Regions from separate parts of the Mus musculus genome. Here region 2 is linked to region 1. The links are chromatin contacts, called in public HiChIP or PLAC-seq maps. All regions are on one chromosome and are shown on one strand. Each heading gives the region's core, a stretch centred on a gene start, on an enhancer-like site or on the middle of the called end of the contact. The rest is flanking DNA. Distances are from core to core; before and after follow the strand shown.

Region 1 (5,148 bases), core at 1,052-3,551:
CTTTACAGCTAACAGTGTACTCACGTACATAAAATAATAAATAAATCTTAAATAAAATAAGTAACTTCAAAGTCATCATGGTCCTCCTCACTGAAGCATTTCTCTTTCAATGTATCCTCTCCAGTCTTCCTATAAGTACACACCATTTAAGAATCCCAACTTCTGAACATCTACTAATACTTTGAATTAAATATACTCACCTGTTGAGTCATTTAAGACACATTTCAAAACCCATGCCTTAAAACATTTAAAATGGTCAGTCTATTACTTATTGAGGGCAAACTGTGTACCAGGTACCATATCAAATGTTATATTCCTTTCATTTCATTCTCCCAACAGTCTGTAAGTCAAGCAAAATTATCCTTATTTTACAGACAAAGAAACTGATGTCCAGAATTATTGGGGATTTTCCCCATATTATCATAGTTGGGCCTGGATTTAAACTGGGGGTTCTCTGATTCTGAAGTTCGACAATTCTATTATTTTGCTGCTAAAACAATAATTCACTCACCTATGCAACAAATATGTAAATTGTAAGGTACATCAACTATGTGCCAACTCTTAAGAACACTAAAATAAATGTCCAGGGCAGGTTTAAATGTAGTTGCATTTCAAGACTGAAGAACCAAAAAATCAGAGGTTTGGATGGTGGCAAGAGAGCCACTGTAAAGATTCAAAAATAAAACCCTGAGTACTGTTGTTTATTTTGTTTTTAAGACAGTTTCATGTATTTCAGGCTGGCTTTCAGCTTCATATTCTACCTCAGCTACCTAAGAATTGAAATTACAGATCTTGGCTATTATACCCCACCTAATGACTTTCTGATTTAGAGTAAAGGCAAGGAGGAGTGATGGAAAAGCAGGGTGTTTGGACAGAGTGGTTTAGGGATGGTGGTTACAGATGGATGTTCAAACTAGCTTTTCCTGTTAGGCGATTTATACATTATTCTTTCAAGTATATACTGAACATCGACAATATATTATGTTTCTTCCATTTACTGTCTTTAAAAAAAAAAAAGAGATTTATTTATTTTATGTATACCAGGAGAGGGCACCAGATCCCATTACAGTTGGTTGTGAGCCACCATGGGGTTGCTGGGAATTGAATTCAGGACCTCTGGAAGAGCAGCCAGTGCTCTTAATCGCTGAGCCCATCTATCTCTCCAGCTCCTTTAAGATGTTTTTGTTTGAGGGAATCATTTAAAATTCTTAGCAAATCTCGTTTCAGTTCTATATTGATTTCCCAGGACGTGGTGGAGAGGTAGTATGTACCTCTTTTTTTTTTTTTTTTTTTTTTTTTTAACACAGCTCCTGTTATCTGTGAGACCTCAATAATTTAGAGAGGTCTGGTTTCTAGAACATGCCCACTCTTCTGCTCTCTGCTAGATCCTAGGAGAAAAGACACCAAAAGGATGAAAATGAAGCTTTGGCCCAGATCAGGGGAGGGAGGAGGCATAGAACGGAAAATAAATAAGATACAAAGTAACAAGGTCTTTACAAGCAGACTGCCTGAACTTCACCGGGACTTGTAAAGGTTACCAAATGTGTCCTGGAGAAGGCCGCAAGAAACCCAGAACAAGTATAGATTCTGAAAGTGCAGCTGAGGCTGAAGGGCCAAGAATCTCCTCATTGGGCTCAAGCTCTGTTAAGGCAAATCCATTGCTCAGGTCTATTCTAGAGATTCAGAGGGGGAAAGTGTACGGCGAGGGCTGGCTTGCGCTGGAAAGAACAGTGGGGAGTGGAGTGTCTGCAGACAATCTGTGGATTGATGGGTTTCCAGGAAGGGTCCTCCGGCTCTCCAAGTGCAAGCTAGGTGGCCAAGGAGCCTTCCCATCATTGCCCGCAGACAGGAGCTAGAGAAGGATAGAACAATTACCAGGTCATCCTTGGGACTTCCTTCTGATTGGCCGGAGCTTCCGTAGCGAGTCTCCGCGCTCCAAGGAAGGGGGCGGGGCCTGGACACAGCGTCACTGCGGTTTGGTGCTCACTCCTCTAGCCACGCACCAGCCCTCTTCGAGGGGCCTGTGTGACGTCATGAGCCTCTCTCAGCCAACCGTTGCGGCAGAGGGAGTGGGACTCTACATCCCTCCCCATCGTCCCTCCTTTCCCCCCCCCCCCCCCCTTTCCCGGCAATTCCTTACGCTCCTCCTCTTCCCCTCCGTTCCTAATCAGAGACCGCCTCCACGTTCGGTTTCAAAAGGATCGTCACCCAATGAATAACGGTGTGGGCCTCGAGTGGCGGACCGGCCCGCCAATGCCCGGCCGCCAAGGGCGGAGCGGCCGGAGCCGATCTCTGACGGTGGACGGCGTGTGACGCAGTCAGGCCTCTGCGCGCTGCGCCCGAAGCGGCGGTCGGTGGCAGCGGCGGCGGCGACGACGGTTTTTCTGGAGGCCGCGCGGTGAGCGGCGGGTGACGGGCGGACCTGGGCTCTCACTCCAGACGCACCGCTGTAAGTCGGGAGCGCTGCCGGGGCTGGGCGGGTAGATCTTCCTCTCTGTACCGGCATCTGCGCTGGACGCCCGGGGCCCTCTCCGCCGCCGAGTCTCGTGCCGGGCGCGCTCCTTCGGGCCTGCGTGAGGGGGCGGGGCCCGGGGCCTGCGGCCTGGCTCGGGAGGCCCTGGGAGGGGATCCAACTGTGTGGGGCGTAGGCCGGAGGGGTCTCGGGTCGCAGCCCACATTGAGTGAACCTCGCTTTCTCCGGTGCTACTCATTCATTCGCTGGGTGGAGGTGAGCAGCCCGCGGTAGGCAGACCCTTGCAGGGTGGTGCCTTGGGGGGACTTCAGTGAGGTCTCCCCGTCACTTCCTTGACCACTCTACAGGACACGTTTTGTCTAGGGTTCAACCAGAGGGTTGAGTGAGTCAGAACTGTGTTTAGCTTTTTAAGACACTGACAATTGTCTGATAAATAAAATGAAGGGTTCTTTCTGTTCCGTGTAAACCTAGGTGAGAAAGATTGAATTTCTGAGTAACTGGAGCCATAAGCGTTTAAATTGTCAATCGCCCCCACTCTGCCTCAAGTACAGAGGCTTTATTAGTGGGAGGTAGGTAGAGGAAGAGAATCCAGGTGTCTTGATTCAAGTCTAGTAGAATTTGTATACTCTTCCACCCTTCCTCTATGTTCCAGTCTCCCAATATTGGCAATTCTCTATTTGGTAGGGGTAAGGACCCAGCATTTGACATAATTTTCAAAAACACTTCTAGTTTAGCTGTTTTCATGTTCGTTTATATATAGTAAGATAACTTGATTAGTAGTACCCTGATGGGGACTTTTTTTGCTTTTTTTTTTTTTTTTTTTTTTTTTTAACTTCGGAGACAACCCTTGGTTGGCCTGGAATTCGCTATGTAGACCAGGCTTGCCACAGACTCAAAGAGACCACCTGCCTCTAACGCTGAGGTAATGAGATTAAAGGTGTTTGCCATCACATCCAGACTTAACATAGACTTTTGAGAACAAAACTTTAAAAATGATGAAATTGGCTTTAACCTTGGCAGTGCACACCTTTTATCCCAGCACTTGAGAGGCAAAGGCAGGAGGCACTCTGTGACTACAAAGCTAGCCTACTCTTCATACTGAGTTTCAGGACATCTAGGGCTGCAGAGACCCTGACTCAAAAAGCCAAGTGGGGTGGGGAATAAAACCAAGATAGATGTGGTGCAGGCCTGTAATGTCACCAGTTATGGAAATTGAGGCCAGAGAACTAGAGCATACACAGGCAAAACACTTATGCACGTGATAAAAGAAATAATTGAATTCATTTCAGTAAAATGAAAAAAATGAGGCTTAACGTGTTAGAGGTACTGGGAAATACATTGATAAAATTAAATCTGCTACTTAAGATTTGATGGAATTGTCATTTTGATCTGAATATATCAATCAGCTTGTAGTTTTGATGTTTATATAAACCATAAGACCTAAAAACAAATAATGCAAAAGCACAGAAGAGAACTGAAGTCTTAAAAGTTGTAACTTGGTGTTTTCTGTATCATTTTCTCAGTTTGAGCATCACCACCTGACTCACTCTTCCTTGTAAGTTTCCATAGCACTTAACCTGATCTTCTGCTTGTAGCAGACATTTTACATTTTAGCTATTTGACATTTTACTAGATTATGTTTTGTTTTGTCTTGTTTTGTTTTGTTTTTAATCTTGCTGGCTGTGATGGGAATGCCTTTAATCCCAGTACTCCAGAAATACAGGCAGATGGATCTCTGGGAGTTTGAGGTCAGCTTGGTCCGTATAGCAAGTTTCAGGCCAGTCAGAACTGCATAATGAGACCCTTTCTCAAAACACACACACACCAAAACATAGATACATATATTTCTTAATATTTAGGTAATGTGGCTCATAGATGTTCCTTAGTTGTATTTGTGAATGAGCAAATACAGAAAAGTTAAACTGAGAAATACTCTGGAAAAGAGACTAGATGTTTGTGTACTTATGAAATACTCTGTGCTTTTGTTGGTAGCCATTAGCTCCTAGGTATCTAATTACACTGGCAGGGCACCAAATTCACATTTGGGAAAACAGTATTATTTGTGTGGTGATAGTCTAGGACATCAATATTGTAATACTGATTAATTTCTAGTAAGAGGCTTTGTAAAATTCTGAAATTCTATGCCTTTAATCCCAGCACTCAGGAGGTAGAGACAGGGCAATCTCTATGAATTTGAGGCCATCCTTGTCTACAAATCCATCATCAGGAGAGCCAGGGCTGTTACTCATGGAAACCCCATCCCTCCCCCATATACATATATATGTATACATATGTAATTATGTGTATATATATTATATAAATCTTAGTAGATGCCAGATGTTAAGCATTTTATGAGGATTTAGTGTGCTGTGCTGGAAATTCAGTACATGCTCACAGCAAGATAGTTCAGTACCAATTAACCATTCTTCCCCAAGTTGTAACTACCAAGGTTAAGAAATTATTAAAATTATACCTGAATGAGATGACTGCTTACATTTTAATAAAACTATTCTTACTTTGCTTGTAAAGTCAGTTCATAAATTGTCTAAGACTTTTTTTTTATTTGAGACAATATTCATGGTGTGTAGCCTAAGGCTGACTTTAAACTCCTAATTTTTCTGCCTTTCCCTTTCATGTACAGAGTGGTATATGTCACCATGCCCTACTTTCCATGA
Region 2 (5,148 bases), core at 1,764-4,263, 270 kb after region 1:
TGAGGAAAGCTGCTAACAGGGAGTGGAACGAGCCCAGGAGAAAGCAGTTTGTTGCAGTCAACAAAGATGAAAAAGGAGTGGAGATCTGAAGACCACTTTGACATTAGCCATGGAGATGCAGAGTTTGGAGTTTGCCCAGCTGGTTTCCTGCCTTGCTTTGGGGATTACAGTTAATTAAGTTGAATGAATCTCAGAAGAGACCTTGAACCTTGGACTTTTAACATTGTTGCGACTGCTATAGACTATGAGGACTTTGAAAGTTGGACTAAATGCATTTTGCATTATGTTTAAGTATGGCCCCCATAGACTCATGTTTTTGAACAAGTCTATGGGGACCAGGGAGTGGAATGTGATGGTTTGTATATCCTTGGACCAGGGAGTGGCACCATCTGAAGGTGTGGCCTTGTTGGAATAGGTGTGACCTGGTTGGAATGGGTGTGTCACTGTGGGTGTGGGTATAAATAAGATCCTCACCCTAGTTGCCTGGAAGTCAGTCTTCCACTAGCAGCCTTTGGATGAAGACATAGAACTCTCAGCTCCTCCTGTGCCATGCCTGCCTGGATACTGCCATGCTCCCACCTTGATGATAATGGACTGAACCTCTGAACCTGTAAGCCAGCCCCAATTAAATGTTGTTTTTTATAAGACTTGCCTTGGTCATGGTGTCTGTTCACAGCAGTAAAACCCTAACTAAGACAGGGAGGGAGGGAGGGATCCAAGGGACCCAACACCCCTTCTGGTTTCTTGGGGTACCCACACACATTTATCCACTCACTCACACACAAACACAAATGAGCTGACAAAAACGTTCACACACCATAAAAATAAAATCTTTTTTAAAAATAATGAAAGATGAAATTTCATCCAGCAGGATAAATAAATTTACACCATTGGGCTATTGATGGCTCATCAGGTAAGACTACTGCCATACCTGAAGGTGTGAATTTGATTCCCTGGGACCCACATGGTGGAAAAAAAGACCCAAACCCAAAAAGTTGTCTGTTGACCTTCACACATATGCCGAGGTACACATGTGCCCCTTACACATGTGTGTGTGTGTATAATTTTAAAAAAAATAACACCATGTAATGAAAATTGTAACACAAATGACAACCAGGAGGATCTTAAAGAGGAAGATAGGTTCCTACAATGAAACTGTAAAAATCATGAGCACAGTTCTCAAAAAAAAAAAAAAAAAAAAAGAAAGAAAGAAAGAAAGAAAAAGAAAAAGTCCAAGCTGAACATGCCTTTAATTCCACCGCTCAGGAGGCTCAAGCAAGTGGATCGCTATGATTCTGGGTCATCTCTATAGCAAATGCCAAGCTGGCCAGACCTCCATAGTGACACAAAAAAAGGGACGAACAAAAGCAAAAATTCAATTAAATCACATTTCATATATGTTGAGAGAAAATAACTTAGAAGCCTAGTATCCAGCTAACAATCAAAACTGAAGATGAAATAAAGACATTTTTCAACAAAACAATGTTTACTACTAGGAGACACCCAGCCTCACCTCCAACTGCAGGAAATATCTAAAGGAGTAACATGAATTTATTCAACATAAAAGAAAAGAGCCAAGTGTGTGGGGGGTGGGGGGGAGGGGAGATGGCCAGAAAACAAGCAGGAAATATACACAGGCACAATAGAGGTATGCTTCAGTGGAAGAGGCCTAGAAAATATATTTGTTCCCCAGCACTGCAAAAAGGAAAATAGGGGTACAGAAGGCAGTTCTACACTAAGATGGATTTTTCTGCCTTTGGTAATGGTTTCATTCTTGCACATGCTCATTTTGAATCTGAACACTTCTTGATAAGCTTGGTGTATAATAGGTAAAAATCAATGACCTCAGAACCTTCTGGCCATCTGTTCTTATCAATTACACACAAATATCAAAACAGCCCTTGCTCAGTTCTGTTTAGGCATCGGGGTAGGGCTGTGTCTGCAGCCCAACAATTCTACAGTTCTTAGTTCAAGGCATTCATCCCACTTCCAAATCTCACAAATAAAAATAAACTTCCAGGGCTGGAGAGATGGCTCAGCAGGTAAGAGCACTGACTGTTCTTCCAGAGTTCAATTCCCAACAACCACATAGTGGCTCACAACCATCTGTAATGGGATCTAATGACCTCTTCTGCTGTGTGCTCACATACATTAAATAAATAGATAGATGATAGATAGATAGATAGATAGATAGATAAAGAAATCTTCCAAAAGGAAATGTTTCTTAGTGAGCCATCAGGTAAAATCTCACTCTGACAGAGTAAGACTGGCTTTAGACTAAGATTCAGACCTTACAATTAGTCATCATGTGCTTGAACTTGGACCAACAAAAGAGTCCTTTGTGCTTCTTCCTCTAAAGGAGAAAAGTACCACACAGGAACAGAACACATATACCTATTCGTGTGCCTGAAAGCTTCCCTTGACCTGAATACGCACCATACACAGACACAGGTAAGATATCCACAGCGCAGAGTCTCCCTACTCCCTCCCTTACCGGCAAAGCTCCCTCCCCATAACAGACTTGAGAGAGTAGTAAGACTTGACAAACCCAGAACTTTGGAAACAAAAGACTAAGCCACACACAAAGAAAAGGAAAAAAAGATATAAATATGGATTAAATCAAGTTGGTAAATTATGTTTTCAGGAGGCAGTTTCATACTTCCACCCCCACCAAAAAAGGATAATATTATGCTGAAATTAAAACAAATACCATCGCTGGGCAGTGGTGGCACACGCCTTTAATCCCAGCACTTGGGAGGCAGAGGCAGGTGAATTTCTGAGTTCGAGGCCGGCCTGGTCTACAGAGTGAGTTCCAGGACAGCCAGGGCTACACAGACAAACCCTGTCTCGAAAAAAAGAAAAAAAAAAAAGAAAGAAAGAAAAAGAAAAAAGAAACAAGCCTGAGAACGTAATCTGTAGCTGAATCTAAGCTGCACCCAAATACCTTTCTGGTCCATGCCCTAGAGTTACTCCCTAGATACTTCCTAGCAATAGGCAATGAAGATTAGTCTGATTGTCTCAGCACCCACCTGTCAGCTTACAATAGTCATTCAGTTAGATGCTTGCCAGGCTATAAACCCCCTGCTTACTGGCCATTTCCGATAAAACCTTTTTCTTCGAGGACTCCAAGACTGGAGCAGTTTCACCTGCCTATCCTGCTCCATCAGGGTCAGAGGTGAGTAGGCCTGAGCTTGAATAAAAGAGACCCTTGTGCAATTGCATCAGAATCAGCTCCTTGATGGGTTGGGGGTCTTGAAAACAGACACAACATTTTGGAGTGTTGGCCAGGAAAGCCTCCACCCAAAGGGTCTCGATACTGGTAATTTCTGTTCACAGGTTTGTGTACCACTACAGAATTCTGTTTGTGTCTGCACAGCACTGTGGTAACTTTAGTTCCAGGTGGCATCCAGGTAGCTTTGGTTCCGGGTGTCTGCACAGCACTATGGTCTATGTCTGTCAGTGTGTAATTCTGTTCTGTTCCAGGTCTCTGCACAGCACTTCGAACTTTGGTTCCAGGAAGCAATGAGGTAACTTTGGTTTAGGGTGTCAGCGATGCAGTCTGTGTTGTTGTTTGTATGTAAACTGAGAGGTGCCATATCTGTCAGACTTGAGAATTGGTTTTGAATCTGTAATTGTGATCAGAGGTAGCTGAAGCTGATGCACTGGAACCAAACGGAGCTCGAAGACATTCCAGACCCCAATCAGTAGACTTTGCTGTCTCAATCTAGGATTGGATGCTGGACTCAGAGAGCCATGGGTGCTACCTTCTGGTTATTTCTCATTCCCTCTTGACAGAGAGCATTTTTCTTGTGTTTTGGTTGTTGTCCTCACTGTCAGGACTAATTGTCTACCCTTGAGTTTCTCATTACAGGGTGACTTTGACTCTGACAGATGCTAACATGGGACAATTACCTTCAACTCCACCTAAATTGTTTCTTAGCCACTTTAAGGATGTTAAAACTAGGGGACACAATCTCTGTCACCATTGGGAAAGATAAACTAACCATATTTTTCAAGCCAGGATGACCCACCTTTAACACTGGCTGGCCCCAGTAGGGGCGGGGGGGGGGGGGATACTTTGACCTGGGAATGGTCCAAGGGATCAAGAAAGTCATCTTTTTTAAGATTTATTTATTTATTTTATTTATATGAGTACATCACCATTGCTCCCTTCAGACACACCAGAAGAGGGCATCAGACCCCATTACAGATGGTTGTGAGCCACCATGTGGTTGCTGGGAATTGAACTCAGGGCCTCTGGAAGAGCCTGAGCCATCTCCCCAGCCCCAAGAAAGTCATTTTTAGACCCAAACCTGGCCACCCAGACCAAATACCTTATGGTGGTCTGGCAAGACCTCCTACAGGACTGGCCCTCTTGGCTTAAACTTTTTCTCCCTAGACAACAGGCAGACGTTTTTGCCTTGGCTAGCAAAAAGCCCAAGGATACAAAGGAAGAGACACTGGACCATCCCTCTACCTGGTCCTCCAAGGAAGAATATTATCTTTCTACCTCTACCTTCTTGTACCCCTCAGAGGGAACAGCAGCTGCTACAGGCAGCTCTGCGGCAGGCAGCCCTGCTGCAGGCAGGGAAGGTGGGACCTGATGCAGGAACACAAAGCCATCAGGAGCTTCCTGGAGCCTGAGTCTGTTATCTTGTCCTTGGACACTGCAGAATCAGTCAATGATGATCAAGGAAACCAACCTCATCCCTATAATTCCTTCATCACTAGTGACCTGTATAACTGGAAGACTCAGAACTCTCCTTTTCAGACAACTCTCAAGATTTAATTAATCGCTTAGAGACAGTCCTCTTCACCTACCAGCCCACTTGGGATAATTGCCAACAGCTTTTGCAGGTTCTCTTTACCACGGAAGAGGGACAGAATCCAAACAGAGGCCAGGAAACTGGTTCCTGACCCTGTGGAGGAATCCACCAATAACCAAGTAGCTATTGATAATGACTTTCCCTTAACCCACCCAGATTGGGATTTTTACACTGTTGAAAGTAAGGGGAGAGCCAGGCAGTGGTGGTGCATGCCTTTAATCCAGGCACTAGGGAGGCAGAGGCAGGTGGATTTCTGAATTTGAGGCCAGCCTGGTCTATAGAGTGAGTTCCAGGACAGTCAGGGCTACACAGAGAAATCCTG

The links. HiChIP or PLAC-seq counts read pairs in DNA pulled down with a chosen protein or histone mark.
Region 2: an H3K4me3 HiChIP or PLAC-seq map of embryonic stem cells shows a contact between it and region 1, with 5 times the contacts expected there. The contact joins the enhancer-like site here to the promoter of Nup98 in region 1. A contact is called at or near these places in 10 of 39 promoter capture datasets (the 3T3-L1 cell line, 3T3-L1-derived adipocytes, cranial neural crest and 6 more), 4 of 484 Hi-C or Micro-C datasets (CD4 T cells, cardiomyocytes and embryonic stem cells), 7 of 115 datasets of contacts at active chromatin or transcription factors (the 230-238 cell line, the SCID.adh cell line, embryonic stem cells and 2 more) and 2 of 9 other capture datasets (adipose tissue and pancreatic islet).

What each region holds. Positions count from the first base shown.
Region 1 is chr7:102,207,319-102,212,466 of GRCm38.p6, reverse strand. It overlaps Nup98 (nucleoporin 98), which reads left to right and starts at 2,301. Exons shown (of 33, transcript NM_001287164.1): 1 at 2,301-2,449. It also overlaps a transcript of Pgap2 not described here.
Region 2 is chr7:101,938,281-101,943,428 of GRCm38.p6, reverse strand. It overlaps a transcript of Numa1 not described here. Among named protein-coding and RNA genes, the nearest start is that of Lrrc51, 20 kb to the right of the region's middle. Within about 2 kb of position 3,013, at least 10 of the 459 cell types and tissues checked have an H3K27ac peak or open chromatin away from gene starts, as enhancers often do. A contact at or near this core is called in embryonic stem cells, where this site is marked.